Linked DNA regions of Anser cygnoides: region 1 is linked to region 2. The links are chromatin contacts, called in public Hi-C maps. All regions are on one chromosome and are shown on one strand. Each heading gives the region's core, a stretch centred on a gene start, on an enhancer-like site or on the middle of the called end of the contact. The rest is flanking DNA. Distances are from core to core; before and after follow the strand shown. Region 1 holds the start of ZBTB42 (zinc finger and BTB domain containing 42). Region 2 overlaps AKT1 (AKT serine/threonine kinase 1).

Evidence for each region. Hi-C and Micro-C count contacts between places; a contact is called where the count stands out from the background.
Region 1: a Hi-C map of liver shows a contact between it and region 2, with 19 times the contacts expected there. The contact joins the promoter of ZBTB42 here to the enhancer-like site in region 2. A contact is called at or near these places in 2 of 7 Hi-C or Micro-C datasets (both in liver).

What each region holds. Positions count from the first base shown.
Region 1 is chr5:57,766,060-57,772,563 of Taihu_goose_T2T_genome, reverse strand. It overlaps ZBTB42 (zinc finger and BTB domain containing 42), which reads right to left and starts at 1,906. Exons shown (of 2, transcript XM_048069725.2): 1 at 1,780-1,906; 2 at 1-432. The coding sequence starts at 418. LOC125183452 (a long non-coding RNA gene) reads left to right here and starts at 1,787. Exons shown (of 2, transcript XR_007165492.2): 1 at 1,787-1,923; 2 at 3,354-3,756.
Region 2 is chr5:57,672,752-57,678,669 of Taihu_goose_T2T_genome, reverse strand. AKT1 (AKT serine/threonine kinase 1) reads left to right here. Exons shown (of 14, transcript XM_066998424.1): 11 at 278-492. Among named protein-coding and RNA genes, the nearest start is that of SIVA1, 31 kb to the right of the region's middle. Within about 2 kb of position 1,844, at least 1 of the 3 cell types and tissues checked has open chromatin away from gene starts, as enhancers often do. A contact at or near this core is called in liver, where this site is marked.

The DNA.
Region 1 (6,504 bases), core at 657-3,156, 94 kb before region 2:
GCTCCGCTTTCTCCAAACCGGCCACCTCATCATTAATCTTCTCCTCCGGACATAATTCTTTATCTTTCAACTTGCCCTTGCAGACTTTCACAATGTCATACATGTGGAGGTAGCTAGCCGCAGCCAGCACATCTTCCACCGGGAGACTGTTGAATTCCAGCTTTCCCTCGTACATGAATTCGAGCAGCAGGCTGAAGGCAGGGGCTGTGACAATGTCACTGTTCAGATGCACAATATCCCTTTTGTCTAACTGGTCCCTGTAGAAAAGATGGAAGTACATACTGCAAGAGGCAAGAACGGCTCTGTGAGCTCTGAATTGAGCTTCTCCAACTAAAACAGTACAGTCACACAGGAAGCCCTGGTGACGCTGCTGACTCAGACACTGCAGCAACTGGCGGCTATGGTCTGGAAACTCCATTCTTCCTTCATAACCTGTTCAAAACAGGAAAAACTTGAATGCTACTGTAAACTAAAGCCTCCTAGCAGCTGTAACAAACAGATCGGCTTTTTGGTAACACAAGCCAAAGAAACAGCCTTGGAGATAACGTTTACTGTTAATTGTCTGTAATAGTTTTATTAAAGGGGGGGAGAAGAAGAAAAAAAAAAAAAGAAGAAAACAACACAACATGCTTCTCATCCTTTCGCACCTGCTCCGAACAGGAAAAACTTGATTGTAAGTAAACAAAAGCTAGTAAAGCAGCAGCCCCTCCAACCTTTGTTTCTCCCACTAAGCACTTTAATAAAATTAAGAAGAGGCAAGAAAGACAAATAAATAAAAAGCACAAACTCCCAGGCTCTCTTCCCAGCGACGCTAACTCGGGGCATCTTTTAATAAAGCGCATTACCCCCGTCACGCACACACACACAATTTAAACTTTATCCCCGCTCCTCATGCACGGAATCACAACAAAACAGCCGCGGCTCGCTCCGGGGAAGCGGCGTTTTCCCAGGCACGGAGGAGGAGGAGGAGGAGGAGGACGGGGATGGAGGCAGAGCAGCAGCAGCAGCACCCCGCATGCAAAACGAAGGGGAAAAAAATAAATTAAAAAAAAAAAAGCGGAAAAAAAAAAAAGAAAAAAGTTTCCGTTGAAGTTATTAAAGGGCAAGGAGGAAAATAAGAGGCGGGAGGGCTGGGGCTGCCCGCCGGGTCCTTACCTTCCCGCGGGGCCGGGGCGCGGAGCCGGGCAGGGGGAGCGCGGAGCGGCCGCGGGTGCGTGCGCGAGTGCGAGCGAGGCGCGGAGGGAGGGAGGGAGGCTGGAGGGAGGGAGGCTGGGAGGGAAGGAGGAGTGCTCGGTTTGCTAATTACACCGCAAGCTGGAGAGTCAGCTGCTCTGACTTCACTGCGATGGAAATGCTACCTCCAGCTGTGCGCCTTTTAATGCCATATGTTACTCCAAATCTCGCTACCAGCCAACCACAGCTTGCTGCCTTTTAAAGTTCCAGCAGCCCCATTTATAGCCCGCGATTAAATCCCACAAACTTGCCCCGAGCCCGCCCCCCCCCCCCCTTTCCCAGCGGTGCCCCCCCCCCCGCACCTCCCTCCCCGGAGTTGCTCCCCGCAGCACCGCCGTGACCTTCGCCTGCGCCCGGCTCCGCGCACCAAATGGAGGGGGGGGGGACCCCGCGCAACCCCTCCGGGGCGCCCCCCTACCCCTCGAGCACCCCCAAAAAGCCACTGGGAGCACTCCCCAACTTTGCAGGGAGCGTTTTTCCCCCTCGTCCCCCCAGGGGAAGGGCAGGCGGGGGCAGTTTGGGGGGGGGGGGGGTCCCGCTACTCACCGAGGCGCGCCGGGGCTGCGCGGCTGCATGCGGGCGCTGCGCGGGGGCTCCGCGGGCGCGGCGGCGCGGCGGGGCTGCGGAGCAGGTTGGTCGCCGGCCGCTCTCGCGATATTTGTCCTCCCGAGCCGCGGGGGGGTGCTGGTGGTGAGTGTGCAAACGAGTGTGCAAACGGGGGTGTGGGGGGGGGAACGCGTGTGCAAGCGTGCGTCCCCGCCCGGCGCACACAATAGCCCCCCGGCGCCCCGGCCAGCCCCGGCGGCCGGTGCGCGGTGCCGGCTGCGCCCTCCCCTCCTCCTCCTCCTCCTCCTCCTCCTCCCCGCTGCCCTCCTCTTCCTCCTCCTCCTCCTCCTCTCCCCTCCCTTCCTCCCCTCCCCGCCCGGCCGCTGCATTGGCCCCGCCGCCGTCCCGCTCCCAACTCGGCCGCGGAGCGGGGCGCGCACCCCCGGGGGCTGGCGCGGAGAGGGGAGGGGGACCGGGACCGGCACCGGGACCGAGCAGCCCCGGCCGTGCGCTCCCCCGCTCTTCGGCTTTAGTTTTGCTACCAGATGCCTGCGGATTTTTTTTTTTTTTTGAGATGACCTTTTCGGTAGTTGATTCGAATTTTAAATTTTAATTAGCTGTAATCCCATCAAAAGTGAGAGCGTTTAGAGTGATTAAAAAAAAAAAAAAAAAGTCTCCCGCCCCAGCAAACGGGGAAAAGTCGGGCACGGTTCCTGCTGCCCGCACCGCAGCCCGGAGCTGCTCCCTGGCGCTGCTGGGGACCGGGATAGGGATCGGGATCGGGACCGGGGGGCTTTCTCCCCCCCCCCCCCCGCCCTGAGTCTCCCGGAGCCCCCCGGCTGCAGCCGGCCCCGCCGCTGGGTCCCCCGGCAGGTGGAGGTGGCCTCGGACCCGAAGCGCTGGAGCGGGGCTCCGGGTCCAGGCTGACTTTATCGCGTGTATATTTCTTTTTGTGTGAGGTTTTAGCCGTGCTTAAAAAGAAAAGGGGTGTGTTTTGCAACGCTGTTGGGTTCGGGTGAGTGGAGAGAGGATCAGAGCCCTGCTGCAAGCACCCTGCGTGGCTCTGGTCAGGAGACTCTTGCTTCCACCAAGTAATGCAGAGAAACTCCTTTCTTTTTCCTCCTCTAGGTTGCCTGTCTAAATTATAGTATCTAGGATAGCAACTTCTTTTTTTTTCTTCTTCTTTTTCAATGCCCAATGATGGCATTAGCACCTTAAAACATCACTTTTATCGGTTGGTATATTTGTTAGTAATTTGGTCCAATTCATCGATATTTAATCCTCAGGCTCTTTGTCACAGAATTCAGCATCTATTTTTTGCCAACAGCCACTTCCCTCTCACAGACCTTGACGGTTTAATTCAATTGGCAGTGAATGCCAGGGTATTTGGGTGGGTTTTGAGTGTCAGCGACTGCGCTGTCACAAAGCCCTGCTGTAATATCATTATCGATGTTGTTCAAATTGGGAAAGTCCAACCCAGAACACAGAAGTGACCAGCTCCAGTGAGAGTTAAGGGTGCTGGGGTTAAATCCATCGCTATTTGGTAAAGCTGAGACCTTCATCTGTTTGTTCAGATCACAGACACCATCCTGGGGTGGGAACTCTGTCCTTTTGAAGACAGTGCTGAAGACAACACAGGCTCCACCGTAAGTGAAGCGGTTTCTTCAACAAGCAACTGCAGCTTCCGTGAAGCCCTCTGTGTGGATGTGACGGCTTGTAGAGCTTCTCTTTGTACACTAGAAATATTGGGCAGTCTCCTGTATTTGTACAAATTATGCTGCTTGGCATAAATCCCTTATTTTGTGTAATACATTGTTCATTTTTTCCCTCTCTCCTTTAATAATAAGGGGAGGAAAAAGAAAATGAAAAAAAAAAACTAAGGATTCAATTCCTGTTTGGGTTCTGTAAGCTAGGAATAATTGTCTACAATCTAACAGTATTTTATTTTTAGTAAACCAGTTACAATTTCACAATGAATCTGTGGTCGTTACCGAGTTTGAAATGTCAAGAAACACGGCAGTGTTCTCATTTTCTCCCCTTATCCATTCTGCTCATTGTTGGCTTGCTTTTCAAGGCCTCAGAAATAGTAGGCTCGCCTTCGCACCACGGTAGCGATAGACACAATACAGGTGTTGTGCTGATTTCGGTGCAGTTGTATAAAATACTGGTAGTACAACTCTCTAGTGTAAACAAGCCCTAAGTGATTACTCGAGGCAAGGCAACAGGAAGAACTGCCCCAGAAACTTTATTCTGAAAGCTCCTGCCTTTCTGAAGGCCCTCATGAAAGCAGGAAAATCACAAGCAAATGCTCTACTTTCATCTCTCTGGCCCCATAGCCTCGGCAAGACAAAGACTCCAGTACCATTAGGAAGAGGCTCCATTTTCAGTCCTTCCCCGAGTGAAAGGAGCCAGGCAGCAGCTGCCCAGTCCCCACAGCCCATAGGAAACTCTCTGACCACGGTCCGGGCTGGGGGACAACACCCCCATCCCATTGCCAAATGCGAGGACAGCTGCATGTGAACGGGGACTGATGGAAAGTGTCAGGAGCTGATGTATCAGGCATCCTTTGGCAGCAATGTGAGCTCCTGGGCTTGGCTAAAACCCTCCTGGGAGCCGGCAAGCATCTTGCCGCTCACGTAGCATTGTAGAGCTGAGCAGAAAATGCAGGTTTAGGGCAGAGAGGAAAAGTTGGCGGTGCTAGCAGGGCTTTCATTTGCCAGGCGGGACTAGCCCTGGTCCTGGTTGTTTATGCTGCCTGGACACCAGCCAAATCCCACAGAAATTAGTAGAAAAACCAACTGGATCAGGTCCATAAAGCCCGAGGACTCGCTTCCATTCTTACCCCTTTGATCCAAGGAGAGTATATATTTACCAAGTGGGGCCTCTCAATCCCTTTTCGTTGGCCAAATGTAGAAGTGGTAGCAACAGGTTTTTCATGTGATTTAATCGTTTTCTCTCACACCTCATTGGGTAGCAGCCTCTTTGTGTTTGTTCCTACATGATTTCAGTGCTTTTATGTTCTTTTTTTTTTTTTCATGGAATCTTCTTTGTGGTAGTCCAGTCGCATTTCAGAGAGAGAGGCAGTGTTTAATACTGCAGGTACTGAAGATGTTTTAAGTGTAGTGGTCATAGCAAGGTTTATTTGCAGTTCTTCCAAAGTTTTCCAAATGTTGATTTATCCTGTACAGACAGCAAGACTGAAACCTTCATCACCTCCTGAAACAGGGAGGAATTTAATCCCAAAGGGTGCCAAGCCCCATGGTGTTAGGAGAAGGAGCTGCCATTGGAATTTGTGGATGCCCCCCAGTTTGCAGTCTATTCCAGCACTTAACCGGCAGTCATACCCAAGGTCAGCTTTCAGGGGGTTGCTCAGTTTGCAGCCAAGCCACAGAAAAGTGGGATGACCTTCTGCGGGATAACGCCAGGCTTGTTGGTGTCAAAATACCAAGTGACCGTAAATCAGCGGAGAATTGCTGAGACCAGGCTTGAGCAGGAACGTGAGCTAATTGACATGCAGGAATGTGAGCTGATTGACATGCTTATCTTGCTCATCTGGCCAAAGCATAGGCCAGATGTTGGAGGTTTGCAGTTGAACAATCAGCATGTATGAGGCTCCAGCAGCTAAGCAATGTCTGGGGTGAGGCGGAAGCCTCACGGTCTGATGGTGTTTCAGATGAAGCCAGGAGAACAACCTGTCCCTGTACCCAATGCTGGCCTCACCCCCTCCTCCTCTTTTCATGAGTGACAACACAAGTCTTGTTGAGAGCCATTCGGCACACGATATAATGACTTAGTCCCACCTCACCCGAAGTGTAGATTTGGTATTCAGAAACCTCGGTTTGGAGGATGAGTCCTCCAGTTACCAGTGGACCGACAAGCCTGGGCACCCTCCTTACCAAGCAGGGAAGGAGACAAAATCCTTTAGGAATAAACCGTTGACCAGATCTGGGGCTAGGACTGGATCCAGCCACAGCCAGGCTCCTCTCTGAGGAGTTCAGAAAGCGAGGGGGTCCTTTCTGAACATCATGACTCAGAAGAAGGGCCTCCCTCAGCCACTTACCCTTAGCGTGACACCGGCCTAGAGATCCCTTTCTAGCACCTCTTTTAGGACTCAAGGAAGCAATAACAGGCACTATTGGCGTTCCAGACATTAATCAGAGTATATATCTTAGACAGTCTCCTGAGCAGTGTGCTTATGTGTATTGTATTTGTTTTACGGCTGTCCTGCTGATTTGTCCCTGACAGTGAGACCCTGCATGGACTGGACTGTTTGTGACTATCTCTTGTAGCAGCTAGGGCCTTATCAAGTCATCCTATGGAGTCAATAGACTCCTGATAGCCCTAAGCTGCATGTATAAATTACATATTAACTTGTATTTTCTATAACACAGATATCAGTAAGGACAGGCCAATCCAGTTTGATGCATTAGGGGTGCAAAGGACTCCACAGAGGTACCTCTGGCGCAGGTCACGTTCGGCTCCGCTACAAAAGATCCCTGCCTGCAGCAGCCAGGTGCTGCCTGTCGCACCTGTACCTCGTCGCTGCTGTCAGCGGCCGGGAGACGGATGGGTTCCTCTTCATTATTCAGCTCTCACAGTTTCACTCAGCTCACCTAACCCTCAGCTTCTGCTTGGTTTTGTTACAATCTGCCGTGTTTTGGATTTCTAGAAACTGTAAATGAAGGTACTTTTTCAGCCTTTAAAAATCCATTGTTTTTTTTGTGT
Region 2 (5,918 bases), core at 595-3,094:
CTTAATGGGAAGGGGAGGCTGGGAGGAAGAGGAGAAGGAAGCTGCCATATCATAACACTTTCTCCATTTCCCTCTCTTGCTTACCTAAAATGCTCTCTTTCAATCAGTGACCGTGGTGCCACTTGTTTTTGAGATCATCTGCAGATACTCTGTGTTGATAGACTCATCTGTGAAACTCAAGAACATGAAATTTTTGGTGTAAATTTTGCCTCTTGAGTTCTGCGCTCATTCCTGATTTAGGAATGCCTTCTAAAGCCTTCTCTCTGCCTTTCTGCAGGTGCTGGAAGACAACGACTATGGTCGTGCAGTGGACTGGTGGGGCCTTGGCGTGGTGATGTATGAAATGATGTGTGGCCGGCTCCCTTTCTACAACCAGGACCATGAAAAGCTCTTTGAACTCATCCTTATGGAGGAGATTAGATTTCCACGCACTTTGTCACCTGAAGCAAAATCTCTCTTGTCAGGTTTGCTGAAGAAAGATCCGAAGCAAAGGTGAGGTTGTTGCTTAATAATTGCAATTTTAAGTGCTCGTGTCCTCAGAAATACCAAATAAGAAGAAATCGAGGAAAAAAAATATATTTGTTAAAGCCTTCACAAAAAAAAGATAGCAATTATTCTGTTCAGAGGCGTGTCTGTGAAAGGGAGCTAACTTCAAGCCAAGTGACTTAAAAGTGACTTTCTGCACTGCCATTTAAAAGATCCATATTGCCATCTTTCAGAAACAACTGAAGATGATACTGCACAAAGGGCTATCGAGCGCACGCATGCCAGTCTTTATTTAAAGTTGAGGAAGGTGTTTTGGATGAAATGGTAGTTTTGTTTCTAATCAGGTCACAATTAGCATCCACCAAGAATAGCTGAGATGTAGTAAATGAACCTATTTGTTTTCATTTTAACTTTTGAAACAAGCTGACCCTGCAGGTAGCAACGTGAAGCGATTTTGGTGATCAGGAGGCTGAGCTTTGGAATATGATGGCTGCCATTAACACAAAACTACAGCGTGGAACAATGCAAGTTAACCTTGCTTTTGGTCGTAATTAATCTGATGGCTGCTGTAGGTTATAAGCTCTATGGTGAATGTTCTTGCCTTGTATCCAAGTTCAGGCTGCTTGCTGTAAGCTTTCTGAATTTTCTGTGAAATCTGTGCCCTTGATTTATCATCCTGCTCTGGACAGCAGGTGGTGGTGTTTCTGCCATGGTTGTGGTAGAGTTTATACCATGATTGATCTACTTTTCCCCTTTCCTCCTTTTGCTTTTTTGCTGTTCTTTATTATTTAAAAAGTAACCTTTGACTTAACAACAACAACAAAAACCAAACAACCCTATAATGGCTAACAAACAAAAAATAGAACAGGATCCAAAAATGATGTTGACCTTTGCACCAAGGTAAACATCGGCTTAAGAACCTGCCCTCTTGTCAACTCAGACAGTTTTTAAACAAATAAAAATTGTGACTCTGCCCCTAGTCTCCTGTCCTGAACCTTTCCACCATAAATAGGCCCCAGCTAGGAAGCTTTTCATGTGAGGTGTACTTAGAGTATTTCGATTTGCTTTCTGGTGCGTTCAGTCTGTACGTGTGCATGCACATAGCACAAAAATGGTTCCTTGCCAGTACTTGGATACCTAGAGCAAAGATTTTTATCATCAAAGTGGATTATTCCCATCACTGCTCTTGACAGAAAAGCCTGCGGAGGGGTTTTGTGGTGCAAACCCACAATTTGTAGTAGCAGAGTGTTCAACTCAGCGGTGACACAGGGAACCAGGAGCAGCTGTAGCCAGGAAAGTGGCCAGCCTTGTGCAAGGTGGCAACGGCAGCCTGTCCCTCCTGGAGCAGGCAGGAGCTCCGGTGGGGCCTCCCGGAAAAGGTTGTGTGATAGATTAGCAGGCCCCCCGGGCACTGTGCTCTGCAAATGTGGTTGCAGCCCGTGCCAAGAGGATTCCTGTCCAGGAAAGTGCTGGGTTAAATAGAATTGTGACCCTCTTGTAGCTTATTCAGGTGGGGCCTTTCAATCACTGGAAACACAAGCAGCATCTGCTGTAATTTGTTCTTAAAGGAGCATCTCTGATGAACCAAAATGCAATTTGTTTACAAACAAAGAACGCCCACTTGTTTCTAATTACAAGGTTTTTCCAATGCCAATAATTACTCCACAATATGCTCATTTTATACAAATAGCCACTTCTTCGCATGTATCTTCAGCAGGCTTGGAACTAGCGATGCTCTGATCTGTTGGACAGATGATTTTCATGCTGCTGATAGAAATAACTACAGGCTAGACAAGCCTGCGCACATGCCTGCAGCTTGCTAATTACACTGGTGCCTCCCAAGCTTTTTGGACTGTGGGCCGTTCTTAAATACTGGTTTCTCCCCAGCCACTCTGCACCCAACTTTTTAACTGTGGATAGGATTCTGCAAATCCACTGCTCTGCGTGGGGTTTTCAGGCAGTATGGAGAACTGAGCTGGAAGCATTTCGGGGTGCAAGTCCCGAGTCCCACCCTAGTAGTTTTATGGGTTTTATTGTCAGCTGCTCTCACAGTGTGGTCTGTGTGCTCGGGTGGGCGCCTGGGGTACTTGGTCATTGACTCATAGTGAGATCACGGAGCCACGCTAAAGAAAACCAGCCAGATGGCCACAAAAGTATGTTCAGTGAAAAGTTAAATGATGTGCAGTAGTCCGGTGAACATCAGCCTGTTGATGACGTTCTGCTGGATCACACAACAGTTCCCCCAAAATCCCCTCCTCACCAAAGCCCAGGGGTTGACAGAAGTTGGGGTCACTAATGTCTGTGGCAGGAAACATCGGCGTTGGCAGCATTTTGTTACTGCTGGTGGGACAGAGGGGAGAGCCAACAGCTTGAGGAAAATGAAACTCTGAGATACTCTCCTTTCCAGTAAAATCACCGCCTCCCAAAAAAAGTTGATACGTAAAGTGTAAATTAAATATCAAGGAGCTAGTGAATCGTGGTCTGCATTGGTGAATCAAACCTTACAATTGCCTGCCGGACCTGAGCTAGATGCACAGGAGCAGCACTAGCAGTCTGCTTTCAGTAATGCCAGCTCAGCTGCAACTCCCAGGCATACGGGGGAAGTATGAAGAACAATAAATCGCATTCTGCTTTTAATCATGGCTGTTTTCTAAATTTGGTCATATGTAGAAAATCTGTTTTGTAAGTGAAAAGGAATTTTGAAGTTTCTTTTGGGATTGATATAAGTTTATTAATCTTGTAACGTGAGCCTTAATTTTCCTAAGAAGGAAAAAATCTATTCTACAAACGTCTTTTAATGTGGCCTGCAATTTTCCTTTGCTGCTTTGTGACATACATCAAAAGGAAGGGGTAATCACAGCATATTTCTACACATAAAACAGCATTTTTTCCCCCTAATTTTTACTATTCTTTCTCTGGCTCTGGGGACTGCGACCTGTGAAGGTGGGCATGGCTCGGAGCGCTCTGTGCAAGGGGGCTGAGTTCAGGTGGGTGGCAGTGTATGAGACCAGCAGAGTGTCTCACAAGTGCTGAATCTTGGCAGGTTTTAAACCAGAGGGAACTCCAACACTGCTTTCTCTGAATTTTGATTGTGTCTGTTCCTACTGCATGCCGTAGTGCTCCCTGCCATGGGGCAGGCTGGCCTCTGGAGTTGAGCCTCTTTCAGATGGGTTTGTCACCAGCTGCTTCATTTGCTTCTTTCTCTGATGGTGCCGTGGGACCTCACCATGCAGGACGAGCGAGAGGAAGAAGGTGCAGCATTTCACAACCCCCGTTGAAAGGTCGGATGACTGCACGGAGTCGGAGCTGTTGCTTGGCTTTGGAGGGCTGAGGCTGCTCTCTGGTAACTGGTGGTGGGTCCCAGCAGCGACGCGGAGATCCAGCACTTCATTCATTTTAGTGGTGGTGGCTCTTCCCACAACCAGAGTGCAACCTTGGCCGCAGGAAGAGTGGGGTCAGTCAAGCCTCTACCTGCATGAAACCCAAACTTTTTTCCCCGTGGAAGGTGGTGATTAGTAGTTGAGGTGTGTCTGCTCGCTCTGTCAGGCTCTGCTACGTGGAGGACTGACAGCTCGAGCGAACCTGCTCTCCGACCCAGCAAGGCCTGCAGCCTCTGCTGGAGTTGGAGGAGGTGGAGGTGACAACTGTAGGGCTGCAGGGGCCAGAGGAAGCCCCAGCTGGCTGGGGCAGGCAGGAGGCTGCCTGCTTGTGCTGCGTTATGCTTCTCGTATAGCTGGGCCTCTTCTGCAGCAGGCTTCAGCCTTGTGGGCATCCAGAGCTTGGACACTGCAGGGTCCTGGGTATCTCCTACGCTGAAGATGCTCATCAAGTCCTCACACACAACTCACCAGGTGCTGTTCAGGGAGAGATGTGGCTGTTGGATGTGATGGTGTTGGTGTAAATCACCTCAGCGCCAACTTGTCCAGGCCCAGTTCGAACGTGAGTTGGGGCACACTCAAGCAGCTCACCCATAAGAAATCTGACCCGAGGCTGAGGAAAACATCAAAGGCAACTCTCTTTTCCCACCAGATTTCTAGAAATCAGTGATGTAGAAACTTCCCAAGCCTCAGCTTCCTCAAACGTGACTGCTTTGTGGTTGCCTACCAGTGCTGGGGGTGGGAGCCGGATGGGCCCCGTCCGTGTCACACGCGTGTGGCTGGGGAAGGAGCGGGGAAGTGAGGCTCAGCGCAGGGCTGGGAGCTGCTTTCCAAGCTCTTCACCTTTGAACAGGAAAGCCCCCAAAGACTGTGTATTCGTGGCCTTTTCCTCCCAAGCTGGGAGTTACAAATGCTCCGTGCTGCCAGCAGTGGCCACAGGGAAGCGACGTAGGTGCAGTTCCTAAATGCTTGCACACGACTGACTGCTGCAGGGCTCCGAGGGCAAGGACCATAACCCGGTACGTTACTGGTCACCTTCCTGGCTGTGTCAGAGGAGGGGAAATAAGCATCTCTGTGCCCCAGAACACAAACAGCTTTTGCTGAGATGATTTTCCTGAGCCCAGTGGGTGTATTTACACCGCTGAAGAACCACTTTTGGGGTTGGGGGGGCAGTAAGAGAAATCATGTGAAAACAAAGCGGCAACCCAAATCTGGAGCCCAAAGCGGTGACTGTTTCCATCTGAGGCCAGTGCACGTGCGAATCTATAAACAACAGAAACCCGTAACCCAGAAGTACGGCCGTCTTCTCACGTGAGGATTCACAGTCACAATCTTTTTGTGGCTCCCGAAACGGTGCAGCACCAGAGCAGGATGATTTGGCAGGTCAGAGTGAAGGCAGTTGCTGCTTTCTTTGTTGGAGCCTTAGAGTAGAAACTTTTTCACTGTAGAGCTAGAAGTTTGTGGGTTTCTTTTTAAAGAACCGGGAATGGACCGCTGGGTGCCAAACATTGCTTACCTTTACAGGGACAAGTACGGAAACAATGTTTTTGCTGCGATTTGCTAATTGCAATTGTCTGGTCTGGGATGATGATGTTTCCACTGAGTTTCTGTGCACACAATATATTTTTAGGATGTATATATAAAAAATTACAGGGTATGTATTTTTAAACGTTTTTGCAGATGATTTCTCTACAGCATGATAGGCGATTGCCCTTGGCTAACAGAGCATGGGAGCTTACGATGAAATGATCATAGTAACTTGCAAGCAACACACAGTTTCATAAAAATTAAAAGTGTGGAAATGGTTTGAGCTTAATATTAATGTTGCTTTTAGTAGTAATTTTTCTCCTTGGGATTTAGCTGAAACACAAAAGCTCAGGTTCTCAAACTTGGATGGAAGCTTAATGAGTAACCAGCAATGTTCAGCAGGTATGTTTTAAGGAGACCAGTTTAGAAAGATTTTTTTAAAATGCTTTTCACCCTCTACACTTTGTTATATTTCCTTGTATACTGTAATCCTCAGTGGACTTTTATTTTTAACTTCTATTTCTACTA